2 separate regions of the Zea mays genome follow, and region 2 is linked to region 1. Evidence: chromatin contacts called from public Hi-C data. All regions are on one chromosome and are shown on one strand. The core of a region is the stretch at or near the end of the contact, and the rest is flanking DNA. Distances in the headings are between cores, read along the strand shown. Region 1 overlaps LOC100279874. Region 2 holds the start of LOC100279773.

Region 1 (5,180 bases), core at 1,770-4,269:
ACGTCGTGTGTATATAATAAGGGTGAGGCGTCGTCCTTGTTATAGACTTTCTTCTCCTCACACCAGAACAGAGCGTTGTGCTCCCTCGTCTTCCCCATTCCGTCGCCGACGTGCCTACGTCCACTCATGTCCCTGCCATGGGTAGGGATCGTATCAGGTTTTTGGGAAGTGTCGTTATAAGCGCTCTCTGTTCGTCTGCTTCCTCTACGCCGATATCGTCGCGACCGCTCTGTTCTAGCGCCGACAGCCCCACTGTAAGGATGTTTATGTGTATATTTATTTTGTCGCTAGCACTAGTATATGAACTGCTAGTGAGTTATACATATACAAAACATGATGTTGTTTCTTGTATAAAATAATTAAAATCCCTAACTTATTACGAATAAATATTTGGATCCGTGAGCACCCCTACATGCACGGGTTGCACCTCCACACACGCGCGCAAAACAAAAACGATGATGTCACCAAAACAAGCAGAGTTCAACTGAGAGTTAGTGGAGTCTATAGGATTGTGAAAGGGTGATATATAAAGAGTTAAGCAAAAGTGACGTGATGAACCGGTTTTTTTAACTAACCGAACCGGCCTGTGATGCGAGGCAGGAGTTCACCTAACCTAAGAGCGGTTGGTTATTGCTTCTGGCCGTAGTAGGAGAGGTCAGAGGAGGAGTACCTTTGTTAGGCCACCAAGCTAAGGCAGCAGGGCAGAAAGTGATGACCAGCAAGCTCTCTCTCTCTCTCTCTCTTCTTTCTTAACATGAAAGAGACGAGGCGTATTACCTGCGCCAATACTTTTCTATTTTCTTTTCATGTGTGGATTCTTTTTTTTTCTCATGATGGGGGTGAAAGTGACTGGGCTATTCACCTGCATTGTCACCTCTTTTTTGTTCATTTCTTTGTGGGTTTTATTTTTTGTTATATCTGACGACGACGAAGGTGATAGAGACGAGACGACCAGGCTTATATACATACACACATACAAACATTATTGCTTTTCCTATTCTTTTGTCCATTTTTTTTTTCTGAAGGTGAAAGAGACCGAAGCTTGCTTCGAGACGAAGCGTGTGACGGACGGGCGCAGCCCAGCCCAGGCAACCATGCGAGCTCAGCTCGGCGCAGGAGGGAAGCAGCGACCACGGCCACGGCGAGCTTGATCGGGCCGCGCGCGGCGGTGTCAGTTGGCGCGTCGCTAGCTGCTGCCGCGCCGTTGCGTTGCGTGCGCAGACCGCTGCCGTATGCTCTCCGCTCATCGCGTACATACGTGTCATATATATGCTGCCAATAATAAGCTGGCATGGCATGCACCTCGTCCAAGTTGTACGAACTTGAGCGGTGTAATCTCCTTGTTGGGTCACTACTAGTCGGTCGTAGGTGACAGTTTTAGTTGCTTGTTTGTGTGAGTCATGCTTGGTTACTGAATAATCCGTGGCAGTTTTATGTCCAGATCCATGTCTTAAAGCACCTAATCCGAAGCTGCTCTGCCTCCACACAACCACGCACGACGCATCATCTAATCCGGAACGATCGCGCGCGGTTATTAGTTAGGACGCACTACAGTACGCTGGATTAATTAAATTCATTAACTAATCATGAACCCAACCAACTAACGAACCTGGTCATGCATGACATGACACTGTACCATGCCGTGCGTGGCACCAGCTGGACTGACACACGCCCGAGTCGCCGTCGTCGTCGTCGTGATGGACCGGCTGGTGGCGAGAATGACATGGCATCAACTACGACTAGGCCGGCCGGCCGGCCGCCCACCCTGCCCCGGTGGCCGGTGGCGGACGGTGCTAGGTGGTGCTGGTGCGTCCGTGGATAGAAGCCGGTCGGCAGCAGGCAGCCTCCCCGGTGGCGGACGGTTGTGTTCTCTGGATTCCAACGAGGTCCTACCTTGAAAGGAAGAAGGAAAGATCGATCGCTCGCTGACAGTCTGACGCCACGTCAACCAGCAGTTCCTCAAAGATCGTTAACAAGTCAATCCATCATTGGATCCTGCAGGACTGCACCCATCATTTGCTGCAAGCAACCGAGCTGGATTGGTGTGCTAAAAAAATACTCTCCAGATCGATCGAGCAGCACGCCCGGGCGAGCTGGGTTTGTACTGCCATGGAGAGGCATGCACGGCTCTGTTTGTTTCGGCTTATGGTAGTTTCTGGCCACCAAAAGCTGTTATAGACTGTCAAAACGCTCAGCTTTTCAGCCAGCTTTTATAAAATTTGTTGGGGCAAAAACCATCTAAAATCAACATAAACACATAATCGGTTGAGTCGTTGTAGTAGTAGGAATCCATCACTTTCTAGATCCTGAGTCCTATGAACAACTTTATCTTCCTCCACACGTAATCGTAATGATACTCAGATTCTCTCCACAGCCAGATTCTCCCCATAGCCAGATTTTCAGAAAAGCTAGTCAGAAAAAAGTTGAACCAAACAGACCCAGCATCAGCCGCTCCTGCCTAGGTTCTGCAGCAATCCAGTGTGGTGTGGTAGCTGGGCTGCTGGTGGGGCCTGGGGGCAGCCGGCATCCGGGACCGGTGGTTGAGGATAAACTAGTGCTGTCCAGCTTGGAGGGACGAGGAGATGAGGATTGTCCAGGAGCCGATCGATCCCACCTCATCACGCATCAACACTAACAACGATGTCTTTTATTAGCGGATTAGCGCCTCATGGTGGAGCACCGTGTCATGCACTAAAATAACATCATGGGCGGGGCGGCTAATAATATACTCGGAGAGCAATGGCTGCGGCTGCACTATCAGATAACGCTGAGGCCTGCACTGAACTGACTGCATGACATGACATGGAAGAAGGGGGACTGCACCATCTGCCTGCCTGCGTGCAAATAATTCCCCGTGGGATTCAGGATAATCTGGATTGGGTGGTTCCTGGGGGTTGCTAAGCTGTTATTAGTATATTATATGATATGACGGCTTGGCTGCTTGCGCTTGGCCCTGGTCCCCATCGCTTGGATAGGTACGAGACGTAGGAGGACAGTTCAAACCACCAGGAGCAGCTCTCTGTGCCCAGTGGGCCTCCTGCTGGTGTCTGGCTGTGGCTGCAGATTCTCTTCTAGCCCCCCTTTAGGACATATGCGCAGTGCAACTAACTGTCCAACATAGCAATCAGATCAATGTACTACATACGGAAATGGAATGAGAGATGGTCACTGACAAATATTAAGACAGGTCAGACCTCAGGCATCCTAGCCGGAAGTCAACGGCTGCGAAGAGCACAAGCGGCACGTCCAACAGGCAATACGGACCTCAAAAATCCACAGGTTTATTGATTTCTTTTTGACAGTACCAATAAAAAAACAAGCCACTGTCACTCGTATTAACCATCTAGAGTTCTTCGAATGTCCGAACTGACAGAATTCTCAGTGCAAAAAAAAAAAATATTGTTTGATAAAGGCGATCCACCAGCTATAACAGACTAAGTGGCCTCTTACAATTAATATTCAGATAACCAACAACCCAGCAACAGGTCACCTTACAGTAGATGTCAGAAAACCAAAACTATTATCGAAATGTATATAAGAGCACGGAAGTATCAGGGCGATTTCACCAACTCGCAGGCAGAATCAAAGGCCCAGAGCAAAAGCTGCATGATAACAACCGCTGTGCTGGAGAATCCTCTGAACCGCAAACGCTATCATTTCTGGCAAGCAGCGGGAAAAGGTGTGTACATAACTGGGTGCAGGAGAAGGCCACACAAGGTTTACATTCTGAAATTCTGCCTTGTCTTGATCATCCGCTTCAATGCCGCAAGCCAGAAGTTGCACTCGTCCCAGTCGCTTGTCGTTAAGAGTACCTGACACCAACATTGTGCAGTTGCAGAGAGTTAGAAGTCGAGGGGGGGAAATGGTATCCAAACTTTCAAAAGGATATGGAGAAGACAGGCGCAACAGAACCTAAAAAGATCAACCGTCCAATCTACCTGGAGGTGCATCGCGGTGACAAAATCGCTAGCATCAATCGCACTGCACAGCTGAATGAGTTTTGATGAAACGTTTGGAGATATGTCACCACTATTTAGTTTTGAAAATAATGCCCCTATTTTCCTCGAATTGTCCTCAATTTCACGTTTTTTTGCTTGAGTAGCTTGTGATCCTCCCAAGGCTTTGGTCGTCTCGTCGAATAGTCTGGTTAGTGTACCAATAACAGGTCTCAGCTCAGCTGCAAAGACAACATGAGTGGTTACATACTTCGTAGACCTCATATAGAATCACAGAGATAGGAGGAAATATTCCTTGAAACCAGAATATAACAAGGTGGAAGCCTTGCATCTGCAGTAGACATACCAGACACTTTTGTCGTATCAGCTGTCTGCACAGTCGCGGGAGGTGCAGGAGGAGCTGGCTGTGCCTGCACCTGTGTTGGACTTGAGGGCTGCACAGGACTTAAACCTGGCCTTGGAGCAAAGCTTTGATTGTTCGATGGCATAAACCTGGAAGTCGAGTTAGTAGCAGCAGAATGGGGAAACATCTGGTTAGGGACTGTTCCTGGTACAGGGGTGGTTGGACCAAAAGAAGATACTGGTGGAGCAGCACTCTGATATTGAACAGGTGCTACAGGCTGATGAAATGTTGTTGGAGGTCCGCTTGGATAAGGAGCAGATGGTCCAGAAGAATACGGTTGATTCGTAGCGCCCTGTTAAGACCAGTTTGTAACTAATATCACAGAAATACTAGTAAATATAGGTCACCAGTATACCTACCGTGTAAAGCTGGGAACCTAAGGTATTAGGTTGCTGATATTGTCCCGGGTTTTTTAGACCAGCTGGGTTCGCAGGAGTAAATGTCTTTACTGTTTGCTGAGGCACTGGTACATGTGAAGGGCCTGGCTGTTGCTGCAAAAAAAATGTCAAAAGAAACAGTGAGTAATAATTTTGCATTCCTTTAAATGGAAAAAGGCATAAAACATTCATTAACTTTAGATGAGGTGAAATTCTGCTGGTCAAAACTCAAAAGTAGCAGACACTTGACCAAGAAAAACTTCAAATACATAAGGGCTACATGTTCAGACATACTCCCTTCGTCCCAATTTATTGTGCCAAGTTTGTTCTTTTTTTGTGGAAAAATGGAAAATTAAAAGCCATACCTAAAGTATATTATATGCTAAAGGATTTAACAGTAAAAGTTAATAAATAACTACATTTTTTTAATAAGACAAGTTAGTC
Region 2 (5,180 bases), core at 1,654-4,153, 160 kb before region 1:
GAGCATGTTGTGAACAAGATAGAAAGATGGACATAAATACAACAGCTCTAGTAAAACAGTTGTTTTTTAGGAAGAGCTCTAGTAAAACAGTTACTAAGTTCAAATAATACAAGTTGACACAACACCATCCATAACCAAGGAAGCATATTCAGATTAGTACGAATAAAACACTTACGGAAAGCTTCCAATAATGCTGTACAGCAGGAAGCTGGAACAGGAGAAGATGGAAGCTCCCGGAGAACATGCTGCAGATACATCATACATGTGTATACATTCAGACAGTGGGCAAGCAGGAAGGGAAAAACTATTGAAACTCTTTAACATTAATAGTTATAACAACATATCATGATAATTACAGAAAGGTACTTTTACACAGTCACCAATAACATGAGCATCCTCTTCTGGTGCAAACTCTGTCCTTCCTGGAATCGAAAGATACAATCACATATTGAATTATACATGCAACAAAACTGAAACTAAATCGAAATACAAAAAGCAACGACAAAAACCTTGCTCATATTCTTGCAATCTCCTGTCAACCTCCTCCACATCTGCAGCTTGACGCAAAATTCCTTCCACCTTTATTCCTGCAAGAAAATATTCATACTTCAAATAAAATATTTGTAACAGTAAAGTGCACCAGGTTCCAAACTTTGGTGACAATGAACATTGGTTGGTCCTACCATGTTTCTCAAGGAAACACAAAGCTTTTTCCAGAAAAGAAGGACTGCCATCTATATCTTCCAGTGCAAGTAGTATTGGCCTGCCAACAACTAGTGATTTGGTAGGTCTCTTCTCTCTCCCTGCAGTCAGTAGACGAAACATATGGAAAAAATTCAGATATATATTTAAGTTTATAGCGAAGAGGAGCATGTCACATGATGATAGTGTAAACTGTAAGGGAACCAACAATTTGGAATAGCCTCTTCATACACATCTGTTGTGTCATTGCGAAATATTCCATTATGCCCCATCAGAAGAGCTGCATTTGGAGCTTGTGCAAGAGCTTCTTCCAGTGATGTTTTCCACTCGAACAAATCTTTAGAACTTTCTGCCTGTATATTAAGAAAAGGAGGCATTCTTATGAAAAAACTGACGAGGCACAACAATGCAGGAAGCAGAATCATAAGACTCATAACTAAACTTTTGGGCTCACTCGAGTGCACCAAACTGTTTAGGAGAAAGGTAAGCATGTGTACTTCAAGGTAAAGGCGCGACCATCACGGCCATCTGGAAAAAGGACGGTCAGCAGCCTTTTGTCTTCCCTGACCACTACACTGCAAATGAGTGCCAAATACAACAAAAGATAACAAACAGTAATCTATCTGTCTAGAGAGAGAGGTATACACAAACGACAAACAACTTTAGTACATTAAGCATGACCAATCAAGATTCAAAAGAATATTTGTTAAATAGATACATACCTCCCAGAATTATTAAGGTCAATCCCCCCCAATGTAAGGTTCACTTCACCACTTCTCTGTGGTAATGTACTCTAAAAATGACAAGAATAGTCACTCATAAAGGTAACAAAACTGAGTGCTACTGGCATAACTCATAAACTGTAATTAAAGGCAAAATTTGACAATGAGCATAGTTATTGTGAATAAAGAACAGAGATACTAACAGGATCATTCTTGAAGAAAACCAGTGACGTTCGTGTGAGGATGAACCAACGTTTTTTCCATGATTTCCATCCAATTCCTACAATATTGTAATTGTAACACTGTTACAGTCTGGAAACAAAGGAAAAAACAATGTGTGCCACTAATAGTTTTACCTTTCGATGATATGAAGAGAGGGCCACTCTTAAATACCTGCCAGAAGGTCAAAACATGTCAGAAATATTGTACCTATACCTGTAAATACCAAATAACAGACTTAAAGAACGTTTTCTTGTCCAGAATTCTTGTTTCAGATAGAAAAATCAAGTCTGATTGAAACAAGCAGTAAACAAAACACAACAGAAGGTCAATGAAAACTTATGTACCTAATGTACCACACCATGAATTCACAACGTATACAGGTTGAAACATCGAGAGAAGTTCCCTAGGTTTGGGCGTGAGAAGGCTCACCATTGAACAAAATGAACGCTAACAGGCTGCTATCCTGCACCCTTTCTACTTACATGGCATCTCATCTCCACACGACATCACTCATCCCAGAGGGGAAGAAAAGCGTACGCCCGTGTCCTCCCACATTTCTGGTAGCAATTCAACAGGGCCATTACCCAATTCAATCTCACGAACTCACTACAAAACATCCGAACGCCTCCATCAGGCACGGACACCGCTCCCCAGGTCCATCGCTGTCCAATCCAAACAAAATCCAGCAGCGGCAGAATCAACCGAAGCAAGCTCGGCTCCCACCAATCCACCATCCTCGCTCCCGCGCTCCGCCTCGTGCAGGCAGCAGCCACCACCCGCCCATCCATGAAACGCCCCACCCACACGGAGGCGGCTGCTCATCCCGCAAGCCAGAACCCAAAAATCCCAGCACCAAAAAGCCAGCCAGCAGGCCAGCAACCAGAGCAAGGCACCGGGCACCAAACGCACGCCAAATTCCAGCCGAACACAATCGCGAGGGGACCGGGCAGTCACCGCGTTGCCGATCGCCGACGCCGCGCCGCCGCGCGCCTGCCTCTCAGCCGACCCAGGCGCTGCCGCCGCCGAAGCCGCCATCCTTTCCTCCTCAGATGGTCACATCGAAAGTGACCCGGCGCCGCAGCCGGAGGGCACCAAACCAGCAGCCGCGCGGTGCAGCAGCTACCAGGGCAGCAGCATTGGATCCGCCAGCGATCTGCCGCACTCGCCCGTGCGTGCGATGGAAGAGTGGGTGCGGGAGCGTGGCTAGGATCTGGGGCCGCGTGATGGTGCCCGCCCTCTCTGTCCCTACTCAGTTGGGATTACGCGAGGCGACAGCGACGCCGGGGTTTGGGATTACGCGAGGCCGCGAGGGGGAGGAGCGCACGGACGCCTGCGCACACTCTCAAGTCTCAACTGGTCAGGCTGGCAGCTGCAAATCCGCAATGCGATGGGATGGGCTCGTTGGACTCATCCGGAGTCCACGCGGCGGCACCGCGGCAGCTTGCGCCGGAAGCCGCGGGCGCCACGGCTCCTCCACCCAGCTTCGCGCACTCCAACGGGCTGTTCGCAGCATATTAGGTAAAAAGTATAGGATAGATTGTAGTGTTGCAAAGTGAGATTTAAAATAAAGATGAGATAGTAAGGTGGATTTGAATGTATTAGAGTTAATAGTTATTTTCTAAAATTAGTTGAAGATATCCAAACACCTTAGTTAATAGTTTAACTATTAGCTATTTTTAGTAAATTAATTAATAGTTAGTTATCTATTTGTTAGCTAGCTAATTTCATTAGTAAGTTTTTAGCCAACTAACTATTAGCTTTAGTACATTCAAACACCCACTAAAACTAATAGTTAGTTAGCTAAAAAATGTTAGTAGAATTAGCTAGCTAATAAATAACTACTCAACTATTAACTAATTTACAAAAAATAGCTAATAACTGAACTATTAGATAGAGTGTTTGGATGTCTCAATTAATTTTAGCCACTAACTATTATCTCTAGTGCATTCAAACACCCCTAAATATAATAACATATTTATTGGAGACAGTCTAATTCTGTCCTACACCGGCAATGGTTTCTCGCCCAAAACCGAATTTATTGACATATTTTAAATTTTAGTTAAAAAAATATCGACCAGTTTTCACTGTTTCTTGGTAATTTTCTTTTTTTTCTCGAGAAATTAAATTTGAATTTAAACGGGTCAAGAAATTCAAACACCGCTAAGAAACTGTGAAAACTGACCGAGAAATAGAGTTTTTTTTTGCGAAAATCGTTGTTTTTATCGAAATGCTGATATTCATAAGATTTAAATATATGATGTATCGTGTTACTCACAAAAACATGTACCTTTTATCATTTTTATTTTTAATTTTTTTAAATAAAATTTGGACGCAATTTAAATACAGCGGAAAACATTTCTGATCCGGTAACGAGAAACCAGACCAATTTTTTTGGTTTCGCCCAATTTGATGTCTTTAGGCTGTCTCCAGCATGCAGTGCAAAATATGAGACACGAAACTATAGATGACACTATTTGCAAAGTGAAATTTGAAATAGGGGATAAAATTGGGGTTGAGATAGAGGATATGCTGAAGATAACCTTAGTATGGTCTTATAGGTTCGGCTAATTACCATTTTCTAAAGCAAAATAACAAATTTTCATGTTAGAAAAGATAAATCAACCTAAAATGATAACTGTTTCACCAGTTTCGTTACCACATGGACACAAAGTCACGACTGCGATGACAAATTAAATGCGGGTGGACTATTAGACCAAAATGCACCTACGTTAGAGCATGAGGATATTGAAAGGGAAATAAGGTCAAACATTTTCCTAAATAATTTTGGTGGTTGAATTGTCCAACACAAATAATTGGACTAACTAGTTTGCTCTATATTATACATTCTACAGGTGCCAAAGGTTCAACACAAACCAATCAAAAGAACAAGTTAGGCTTCAAAAGAACGGAGCAAAAAGGAAACCGAAGTGTGCCTTGGTCTGGCGTACCAGACTGTCCGGTGCACCAGGGTGAATCAACTCCAACTTTGCAGCTTCAGGTTTCCCAGGCGCAGCTCTGCTATAATTCACCGGACTGTCCAGTGTGCCACCGGACTGTCCGGTGCGCCAGCGGAGCAACGACTATCTGTGCGTAACGGTCGACTCTGACAGATGAACAGTACCACGGCAGAAGTCAGAGCAGCAGGTCAGAGGGGGACCGGACTATCCGGTGTGACACCGGACTGTCCGGTGCCACATGAGGACAAAGCCTCCAACGGTTGACCAGCTCGAAGCCCTAACGACAAGGTGACGTGGCAGCGCACCGGACACTGTCCGGTGGCGCCCATCGCCAACATCCTTCTCCAACGGCTACAATTTGGTTGGTGGCTATAAATACCACCCCAACCGGCCACTTCAAGGGGAGGGAGCTCAAGCAACATTCCAAGTCATATAGTTGACATATCCAAGCCCTCCCAACCACCACTATTCATTGATCCATCTCATACACAAGATTTAGACCACTACAATTCACACAAGTGCCACAAAAGAGAGAGCAAGCAAAAGAAAGCTTCTCGTGTGAGTTTAGCTCTAGTGT

Evidence for each region. Hi-C and Micro-C count contacts between places; a contact is called where the count stands out from the background.
Region 2: a contact with region 1 is called in a Hi-C map of leaf, with 6 times the contacts expected there. The contact joins the promoter of LOC100279773 here to the enhancer-like site in region 1. A contact is called at or near these places in 6 of 25 Hi-C or Micro-C datasets (bundle sheath, ear, leaf and 2 more).

The regions. Positions count from the first base shown.
Region 1 is chr2:221,656,385-221,661,564 of Zm-B73-REFERENCE-NAM-5.0, reverse strand. LOC100279874 reads right to left here. Exons shown (of 22, transcript NM_001152827.1): 19 at 4,719-4,850; 20 at 4,303-4,651; 21 at 3,939-4,177; 22 at 3,310-3,812. The coding sequence ends at 3,720. Among protein-coding and RNA genes, the nearest start is that of LOC100279874, 20 kb to the right of the region's middle. Within about 2 kb of position 3,019, at least 20 of the 20 cell types and tissues checked have an H3K27ac peak or open chromatin away from gene starts, as enhancers often do. A contact at or near this core is called in bundle sheath, ear, leaf and 2 more, where this site is marked.
Region 2 is chr2:221,816,259-221,821,438 of Zm-B73-REFERENCE-NAM-5.0, reverse strand. It overlaps LOC100279773, which reads right to left and starts at 2,903. Exons shown (of 22, transcript NM_001152731.1): 1 at 2,601-2,903; 2 at 1,781-1,817; 3 at 1,628-1,704; 4 at 1,425-1,495; 5 at 1,144-1,230; 6 at 934-1,055; 7 at 684-803; 8 at 510-587; 9 at 367-422; 10 at 176-245. The coding sequence starts at 964.